2 separate regions of the Gossypium raimondii genome follow, and region 1 is linked to region 2. A link is a contact called in public Hi-C data. All regions are on one chromosome and are shown on one strand. Each heading gives the region's core, a stretch centred on a gene start, on an enhancer-like site or on the middle of the called end of the contact. The rest is flanking DNA. Distances are from core to core; before and after follow the strand shown.

What was found. Hi-C and Micro-C count contacts between places; a contact is called where the count stands out from the background.
Region 1: a contact with region 2 is called in a Hi-C map of leaf, with 2.6 times the contacts expected there. The contact joins the enhancer-like site here to the promoter of LOC105773273 in region 2. A contact is called at or near these places in 2 of 2 Hi-C or Micro-C datasets (both in leaf).

What each region holds. Positions count from the first base shown.
Region 1 is chr6:9,407,254-9,411,814 of ASM2569854v1, reverse strand. No RefSeq gene overlaps it. Among protein-coding and RNA genes, the nearest start is that of LOC128042065, 19 kb to the right of the region's middle. Within about 2 kb of position 2,569, the one cell type or tissue checked has open chromatin away from gene starts, as enhancers often do. A contact at or near this core is called in leaf, where this site is marked.
Region 2 is chr6:9,150,957-9,155,467 of ASM2569854v1, reverse strand. It overlaps LOC105773273, which reads left to right and starts at 3,076. Exons shown (of 3, transcript XM_012595020.2): 1 at 3,076-3,533; 2 at 3,835-4,511. The coding sequence starts at 3,303. The coding sequence ends at 4,023. It overlaps LOC105773272, which reads left to right and starts at 249. Exons shown (of 6, transcript XM_012595019.2): 1 at 249-471; 2 at 559-628; 3 at 715-820; 4 at 1,304-1,402; 5 at 1,489-1,623; 6 at 1,701-2,873. The coding sequence starts at 336. The coding sequence ends at 2,717.

The DNA of each region.
Region 1 (4,561 bases), core at 1,320-3,819, 260 kb before region 2:
GACGCATCTTCAAATTTAATCTCTGCATTGGTTAGGTAAATTAGAAGTTGTTATAGAATAAAATTCATTGGGTGGTAAACTATGTCCCTAGGGAAACAATCAGGATTGTCAAGATAATTTCAGCTAACGTGGAAGGAGTTAATGTGTTGACAGCAGCTCCAAAGGATGTTCTTGAATCCTTGATAGCAATAAGGCCAATGTTATATATATATTAAGCATAGTTTAAAGTTTTATAGTTATTTTCTCACAAAAAAATGTGTCAAGACCGTAACAGTTCCTATATTATACCTTAAATTGTAAATAAATTAATAAACTACTCCATGTTTCTTACATGAAGAAATAAAATAATCTCTCCTTAATTTGTGTTTTTAAAGGTTTATTTTGGTATTTTATATATAAGTTCATACAAATTAATCCATAATATTTATACTTTTATTTAATTTGGTCTCCATATTTGAAGTAAATTGTTTTAACCTTTTGTTGCTTATGTGACAATATCTAATATTATATATCACCTCCATGAATAATATAAAATTTATAAGAAAAATTCAAAAAATAAATTTCCAAAAAATCTTTAAAATTTTCCAAAAATCATGAAAAAATAAAAAATATATATATCTCTTTCATGTTTTTTTTAAAATTAAAAATAAACTTAAATTTATTTTTCGAAATTTCTCAAATTTATTTCCACTTTTATTTAGAAGTCTTCAAAATGTCGTCTTTAAGGAATGCCGACTCAGTCCCTCAATAATGGAAAGTATTGTCCCCTAGGAGGGTTTTGCCCCCCTCCATAGAGAGTTGTTTATTGTTCACAAAGAAAGGCATCTTGACTATACATGATGTACGGCCACCCACGAAGAAATAACGTGACCATATCTGTGAATTGTACACGACTCTCTATGAAGGAATGACAAAACCCTCTCAAAAAAATAATACATTCTATTGTTAAAGGACTGGATTAACATGTCATAGTACAATTCAACTTTAAATGCGTTGTTGCCACTCCTCTTCAAAATTTGAAAAACATCATCAACCTTTGGTTTGAGCTTGCCAAAACTTTCTAATGGAAATCGTTTCTTTGAATCCAACTGGTGACAACAATTAGAAGTTTCTCCAAAACCTTTTAAGAGAGTTTTCAAATATTACTTGTTTGCTAATATGATATTTTCAGGGTAAAAAGTCTAACAAGAAGGAACCGATTCAAAACTAATATTGAATCCCGCAAATTACGTAAGATGATTTTAAGGGATTAAGTCAAACGTAATATTATCATAATGATCATGATATATGTTTTGACTTATATTTCAATTAATTTTCCAAAGTCAAAGTGATTTTAAAAAATTAAGATTAAAGTGACAAAATAATAAGTATTATGAACTAAATGATGATTAATATTATTTTTATGATGTTATTTTTATTTTCATAATACTAAAGAATTAAGAATTACATATTTAATGATCGAATATGTATTTAATAATACTTATATATAAGTTTTTTATCATTGCACCTATAATTATTATTATTGAATAATTTTTTAAAAAATTCATAATATATTTTCTTATCTACATTATAAGTGACATAATCGAGCATAACTAATACTGATATTAACCTTCTGATTTGGTGAAAGACAATGACTGTCCCACAGAAAAATTACAGGTATCACCAAAAACTTGATCAAAAGTTAGATATTCAAAACAAAGGTTGGGAGGGATTCCCATGAAAATTAAAATTGATAAAATATTGGAAGGTGGGTTTTGGAAAACCAAACAAAGAAATTAAAGGTGATATAACCAAATCAGAGTTACTTTCCCAGAAATCTCCTTTCCTTCCAAATTCCCAATGGGTTGTAGGCCAAAACCGAAATAAGAGAAAATAGAGAACAAAAATGGGTATAAATAAGAAGACTTGAATCAGTATAAATAAAAAGACTAAAAAGTAAGATGAAAAAGATTACTAGAGTGAAAGAAAAATAGAAGAAAGAACAAGAGAGAAAGGTGAATCATTGAGTATTTTCATTCATGTCATTTACAAAAGAAATTTACCACTCAAGAAATAATCATAGATTATTAAATAAATCTAGGAATTTTATGAGAGTAAATGAAAATTTTCAATGTTAATTTAAAATTATTTGAAAGATGCAATAATGGTGGCACAATTTTCTGTTTTTATTAAATAGATTTCAAAAGTAAAATTAGGATTACATTAGGAAAAAAGTTAAATTAGAATATTATTGACACCGTCAAAAAAATAAGCTTATTGAGTAAATCTCATCTAAAATGTTTAAAAATTATTTTTAATGTAATTGGAATTATATCAACTTAATCTATCGGATCAGTTGAATTAAGAATCCATTAAGTATAAATGGTGATATTAAATCAAGTTTTGAGTAAAACGCTCAAAATCACCCTTGAACGCAGCATTGGAATTGATTGAACAGATAAAAACTAGTAGAACTGGTTTGCTATCTATTCTTACCGAAACCCATCAAAAGTCGGCCCAAATCTGTTAACCCAAAAATAAACTCTGGCCTACAATCCAAATTTTGGAGGAATAGTTGGACCTCTTTTTAAGTTTTTAATGGCAATGGAAATTCTTGTTAGAGCAAGAAACTTGTCTGAGATCTCAGGAGTGATTATCCGCCCAATCAATACCTGCAAATCTTAATAGTAAGGTATGGCAGCCACCATTTTAATGGCAATGGAAAGCCTTTGAAATTTAACTTACTTATACATCCTACTGCCTAAATATCCTTCTAATATAGAGCCGGAATATAATGAAGTTAATTGAGTTCAAGTTGAGTTAAAAATATAAGGATATAAATTAAGAACTTAATTAAATTTGACTTGAGTTTTAAGTGAGTTTTATATTTTTTCTAAAAAAAAATTGAATTTAATTGATTAGTTGAATTAAGCTCCTTTATTTAATGGAAAATAAGTTTCATTTCCATGCTTAAGTTTAAATTTTTAGCATTGTGCTTGAAATTTTTAATAGTAATTAAATGTAAAATTTGTATTAAGTGCTTTTATTGCTTAAAAACCAAATGATCAAACAAATATTATGTCTTTTATGAATACAAACTTTATTTGTGTTAAGTAAATGATGATTATACTAAATGTCAACTACTTTTGAAAAATAATTGAGAGAAAAATAACGTTTTAAATATAATGAAAATAAAAATTTAATTAGTATGTAAAACTATTAAAATAATATACAAATTTAGAATTATATAAGAAAGTAAATACAGAAAATATTTATATTAAATTAATGATCACATTTAGTAATAACGATTAAAAATAATTTTGAAATTTGAATTTCTTTTAAAAAATCCACAAAATATTTGTCACCTCCACCAAACAAATAATAGATAAATAAAAACATGAATTTAAGATTGTTTGCTTCACATAATATAAACAACTTACAAAAATTAATATCATAATATCATATTAATAATTTTATCTTAAAATTAGCAAAATTTTGTTTACATCAAACTTTTTAAAATTAATAAATGTAAATTAAATATAATTATTTTTTTTATAATCACACGTGTTTTCATCCGTTTTATAGCTTAGGATCAATCTAGTTCGGGCCAGAGTATTTCAGTAAAGCTCTCCCAATAGTGGCAAAGCCAGGGGGCTGGCAGAGGCCCTGCCCCCTCTAAAATGGAAAAATTTTTATTTGGGAACTTTATAATTTATAAAAATTTAAATTAATAATAGTAAAATTACATTTTAACCCCTAAAAATAATAAAAAATTGATTTAATCATTTAAAAATTATAAAAATAACTATTAAAATGGTGAAATTGCAGCTTTACTATCGTAAAAATATACAATGTAATTTCGACACCCTCAAAAAAATTTTTTGGCTCTGCCACTATCTCGCAACAACCACAACTCTAAGATTTGAACTTGGTTCAAATTATAATATTTTTAAAATTTTTTCAATTATTACAAAAATTTAATAATTATTATTTTAATGTTTAATTATCATAACTTCTATTAACTTTTTAGTTAATAATACTAAAATATATTTTATAATTATTTTAAATATTAATTTAATAATGTAATAAAAAATAAAATATTTTTATCCATTCAAATTTCTTTCCCAAATTTGTACTTTTATATAGATTATAAATATTAAACTTGATTAAAATGTTAAACTTAGTTTCATGATTGTTTATGTGAAAATGAATAGTCGAATACAGTATTACTTTTATATTATTAAACATTTTTCAATTGAATGATATTGTTAATGTTTTAATTGAATTTCGAATTGATGTTTATGTCATTATTGATATTTATTTGTGCTTTAAATTTTATAAAAGATTTTAATTCTCTTTTATTCTTTACGGATTTTTTCTATATTTTTCTATTTTAAATTTTTATTTTTTTAAATAGACGTTTAAATCTACCGTCTAACTGGTTGAACCAATTAAAATTAAGAGTCAATGGTCTAACTAATTTAACCATGATTCGATTATGAAAGCATTAATTGTTTTAGACCATAACTATAATTTTAGGCCTTATTTGATTAAACATGGAAAATTTTCAATGCATTATTTA
Region 2 (4,511 bases), core at 1,827-4,326:
ATCATTTTAAAATTAAATATTTTAATATAAGACGGTAATAATTTAGAGTTGAAAAATAACAATGAAATTGGGCTAAAATAAACCGAATACAAATAAAAATAAAAGGATATAAAGGTATAAGCCAGTCTTTGTTGAACACTAATTACTGTGTCTGTATATAATTTTCACCTTGTTTTTCCTTATTTTTACGAGGGAGATTTAAAAGGTTAAAACACAAAAAGAAAAAAATAAACACATTTGAAAATGTTTGGCCGCCCGCTCAAAAATCATAATCCCCCAATATTTCATTTTTAAAGCTCAGAAAACAAAAAAGGTCAAACCAGAAGAAGAAGCAAATGGCTCAAGAAGCAAGGCTAAAACTAAGAATGCAAAAGGAGCTGAAGCTCCTTCTTGTCGATCCTCCTCATGGCGCTTCCTTTCCTACCCTCTCTTCACAATCTGATATTACTGATCTCTCTTCCATCCACGCCCGTATGTTCATTCTCCCTCTCGCTTTTGCTTCACCCAAAAAAATTATTTAAAATAATTAATATACAAAATCTGGATGTTGTTTAACAGAAATAGAAGGTCCTGAAGAAACTGTTTACAGCAAAGGAATCTTCAAGATTAAGATTCAGATACCTGAAAGGTATATCTAAGTTGCACAATGAATTTCAATTTTTCTTTCGCATTTTCTTCTATTAAAAGGAGGAGGGTTTTTTTTTCGCCTTAAAGGTATCCGCTTCAGCCTCCGATTGTGACTTTTGCGACGCCAATTTATCACCCGAACATCGATAATGGAGGTCGAATTTGCCTTGACATTCTCAATCTTCCTCCCAAGGTTAGTTTTGTTTTTGTCCCCAAGAAAATTGTAGTGATACTAAGTATTTATCTTGCATAATTTCCTTTGTATGCTTTTATTATATTTGAAGAGACAGTGAAACGATTATTTCAAAAACTTTTCAACTGATGGTTGGAAGGACTCAATTGTTCCGTTTAAGTTTCTAACTTTAAAACTTTAGATTTATATTCACTCAAAGAATGTTGTTGACCGTATGTGCAATATAATGGATCCTTGATCTTCATCCGAGTGGAATCAAGTTTAAGGTTATTGAACTTTCAATTGTTTACAGGGACCATTAAACATGAAGAATAGACTGTCTGATGTGTAAGTTTAGTAGAGGACACTGAAAATTTTATGCTAAAAAACCATGTTTGCCTCGTTGATTTCTCTTCTATTTCACTTCTAAAATGGAAGTTTTGTTTCTTTAAAGTACCTGATATATGATATGTGACATGAAGAGTATGGTCCTCATCTAAACAGGGGGCATGGCAACCATCATTGAACATTTCAACAGTGCTTACAAGTATAAGGCTATTGCTCAGCGAACCAAATCCTGATGATGGCCTAATGTGTGAAGCAGTAAGTAGAATTTCTCTCAAGATAAATTGATTTTCTTTTCTTTTCTATGTTTTCCCTTTGCTTTTGATATGTTGATGAATCTACAGAGTAGGGAATACAAATATAATAGACAAGCTTTTGACCAAAAAGCACGATCAATGACTGAAAAATATGCCAAGGCTGGAGCTGGAGAAAGCAGTTGTAGCTATCAATGCACGGAAACTAAAGTTGATTCAACGATGGTATTAGCAGTTGATTTATTTGATTTTTATGTTGTTTGTTTTGGATTCGTTATTCTTCATACTTCTTTTGATTGCAGGTGGAAGTTCAAGGATTGGACCTAGCATCAAACCATGGTGCTCTGGAGCTTAGTCCTAGCAATAAAAGAACACATGGCATTAGCCAAAAGTTATCACTGGAATCTACAATCTTAAACAAGAAAAAAGATGCTGACCGGAAGGTGCCTAATCACAACTTATTTCTCTCGGCATCGGGAACTCAAATGGAATGTAAGCGAAAAAGAGAGAAGGAAAATGATGTGTTGAGCGGATACAACCTTAACCATGAAAAAGTTAATGGAAAGGGGCGGAAATCATCTTCGATAGTGTCTGGTCAGTGCAAGGACGATTTTGATAACAAGGAGAATGTGGACCCAAATTACCTATCATCACTCTACCAACATCAAGCTTCCTCTGAATCCTCATTTTCTCAGGCTAGCCACAATCAACAACTTGACCTGCATGAAGATGGTAATTCAGCAAACAGCAGCACAAAGAGCAGTTCAAAGCTATGCCAAAGCCAGAAAGATCCATTTGGGTCTATGGAACCAATGCAAACATTTGAAAAAGTGAAAATTCTTGGGACAGTTGAAGAGAGTCATGTTGACAGAGCCGAAAACATCTCTGCCAATAAAAAAACTGAGAAGCTTAGTTCAGTAGGTAAAAAGCTTTCACTGGGACTCAAAGGCTCATCACATAGACAACAGGTGAACAACAAAGAGAATGTGATGCCGGTTCAAAACTTGCCATATTCAAAGCCCCAAACTCTTGAAAAAAAGGGGCTTGGTCGTAAGCTATCTTTAATTCCTTCAACACAACAACTGCAACAGGGATGCAGGGGTGACCAGAAGCCGCAGTCTCATCAAGTTGTTCAAAGCATGCAAGCTGATGTGGAGGTAAAGGAGAAAGGAGCAGAAGAAATGGAACAAGAATCTTCAATATCTGAAAAGGTAGTAGTGCTAGATAGTGAAGACAGCGAGGGGGAAAATCAGACTGCCCCATTGAGGTGGAGAGTGCCACTAGCAGCTAGGAAGCGCCTTGGGAGGTGGAGAGTTTAAGGCTTGAATCAAATAGTTATAGCTTTCTCTAGTACTATTTGGGTTCTTTGGTGTATTTGCATGGATGCTTTATTGAATGAAACTTTTAAAAGTGTTAAAAGACTCTTTGGTATATAACATGGTCCATGGTTCTATGGACAATAGAATCTTAAAGTAGAGATTTTGCAATTTCATCAGAAAAACTGGTTTTGATTAAAATTAGTCTGTTGATGTAGAACGCCATTTGGTAATAACTCTCTAATGTAGAAATGAAAAAACTTATTACCTCCTATTGCATCCCGAAAACGAAAATACAGGAAAAATACAACCTGAAGATATTTAAATGAAGTAGAAAGAGTTCTGAAATTTTTTTAAAGTTAAATGACAAAAAAGTAAACTTATCAGTTAGTTTTTATTTAGGGGGTACACATAAAATCTGAAAGAGTGAGAGGGCTGAGCCACCAGAAATTAGAGTTATGGTCATTGTTTGAGAAACCCACTCTTGAGTAGCGCACGACTTGGAGAAAAGGCGGTCGGATTTGTATAAGACCCTTTCTTAACTCTGTTTCGCCCCAGCTTGGGAAGCAGTACACCCCACCAAATACCATGGCATCTTTCATTTGCATCTCCTTATCCCCTCCGTCCATAACCCTAGCGCCGCCCTCAACCACCTCCACCTCTTCTTCTTACACTTCCACGGGTGTCATTTGCAGATACCCCCTCGCCTTTAGAGTCTCTAATGGCCATCAACGGAGCAGGAGAAAGACACGTCATGTGGTTTGTATGGCTCCCGAGGAAGAGAAATTGACTCGCCGCAATCCCCTCGATTTCCCCATTGTAAGTCCTTTATACTCTGTAACTAGTTTTTTATTTCCTTGCTGATGGGTTTGGGAAATTTCAAGTTTTTCGCAGTCGGGGCAATCCCTAACTACATGATACGATACCTGTGGTCAGCTTTTGTGAACAAAAAAACATTATGCAGTAATAGTTAAGATGATGGTTTTTTTTTTTTTTGTTTGTTGCTGTAATACTCTGTTTTGTTGTGTTTGATTAATGGGTAGTGGCAGTTTGGCTTAGATAAATCAATCATTTGAGAAACATGTTTTCATTGTTTTTTTTTCCTTTGTTTAAATGGCAGGAGTGGGAGAGGCCTAAACCCGGGCGTAGACCTGATATATTTCCTCAATTTAGCCCTATGAAGACACCATTACCACCACCAATGCCATACGATCCTCCGGAAGAAGATGAAGAAGAGGAAGAAAAGAAAGAGGAAGAGGAGGAAGATCCTGAAAAGGAAGAAGAACCCGAGAATCCTGACAAACAATAGTTAGAATGTGCTTGGTTGTGAACCTGAAAATACTTGTCTGCCTCACTTTTTTTGTAGTAATGAGTTTCAATGGTGGTTCCAACTTGCTTATTTGCTTAGCATATTTGAGTGGATGCAAGAGTCATCCATTTTTGGAGTATCTTCCTCAGGCTAATATAGGCTAAGTTAGGTCGTCTAAGTTCCTATTTTCGGAGCATAATAAGTTACAAGTCTTTCCGAAATGGAATATACTAGTTTCTTTTGGCTACTCTGTTCTTAGCTGCTGTTTTCTTGTTCATTTGTTCTGAAAAATCCAGAGTGCAATATAAGGGTTAGGACTTCATGGTTTGATTGTTGGTTATCTTGATGAGAGGATGAGCGGATTTGGATTCTCATCGTGGAGCTACTTCTATTGCATCTATGACTTGAATCTTTGATATCCTCTTGTATTAGCTCTCCTTAACCCTCATCTTATGATTTAAGTCTTCTCTTGCAAGATCCACAAGAGG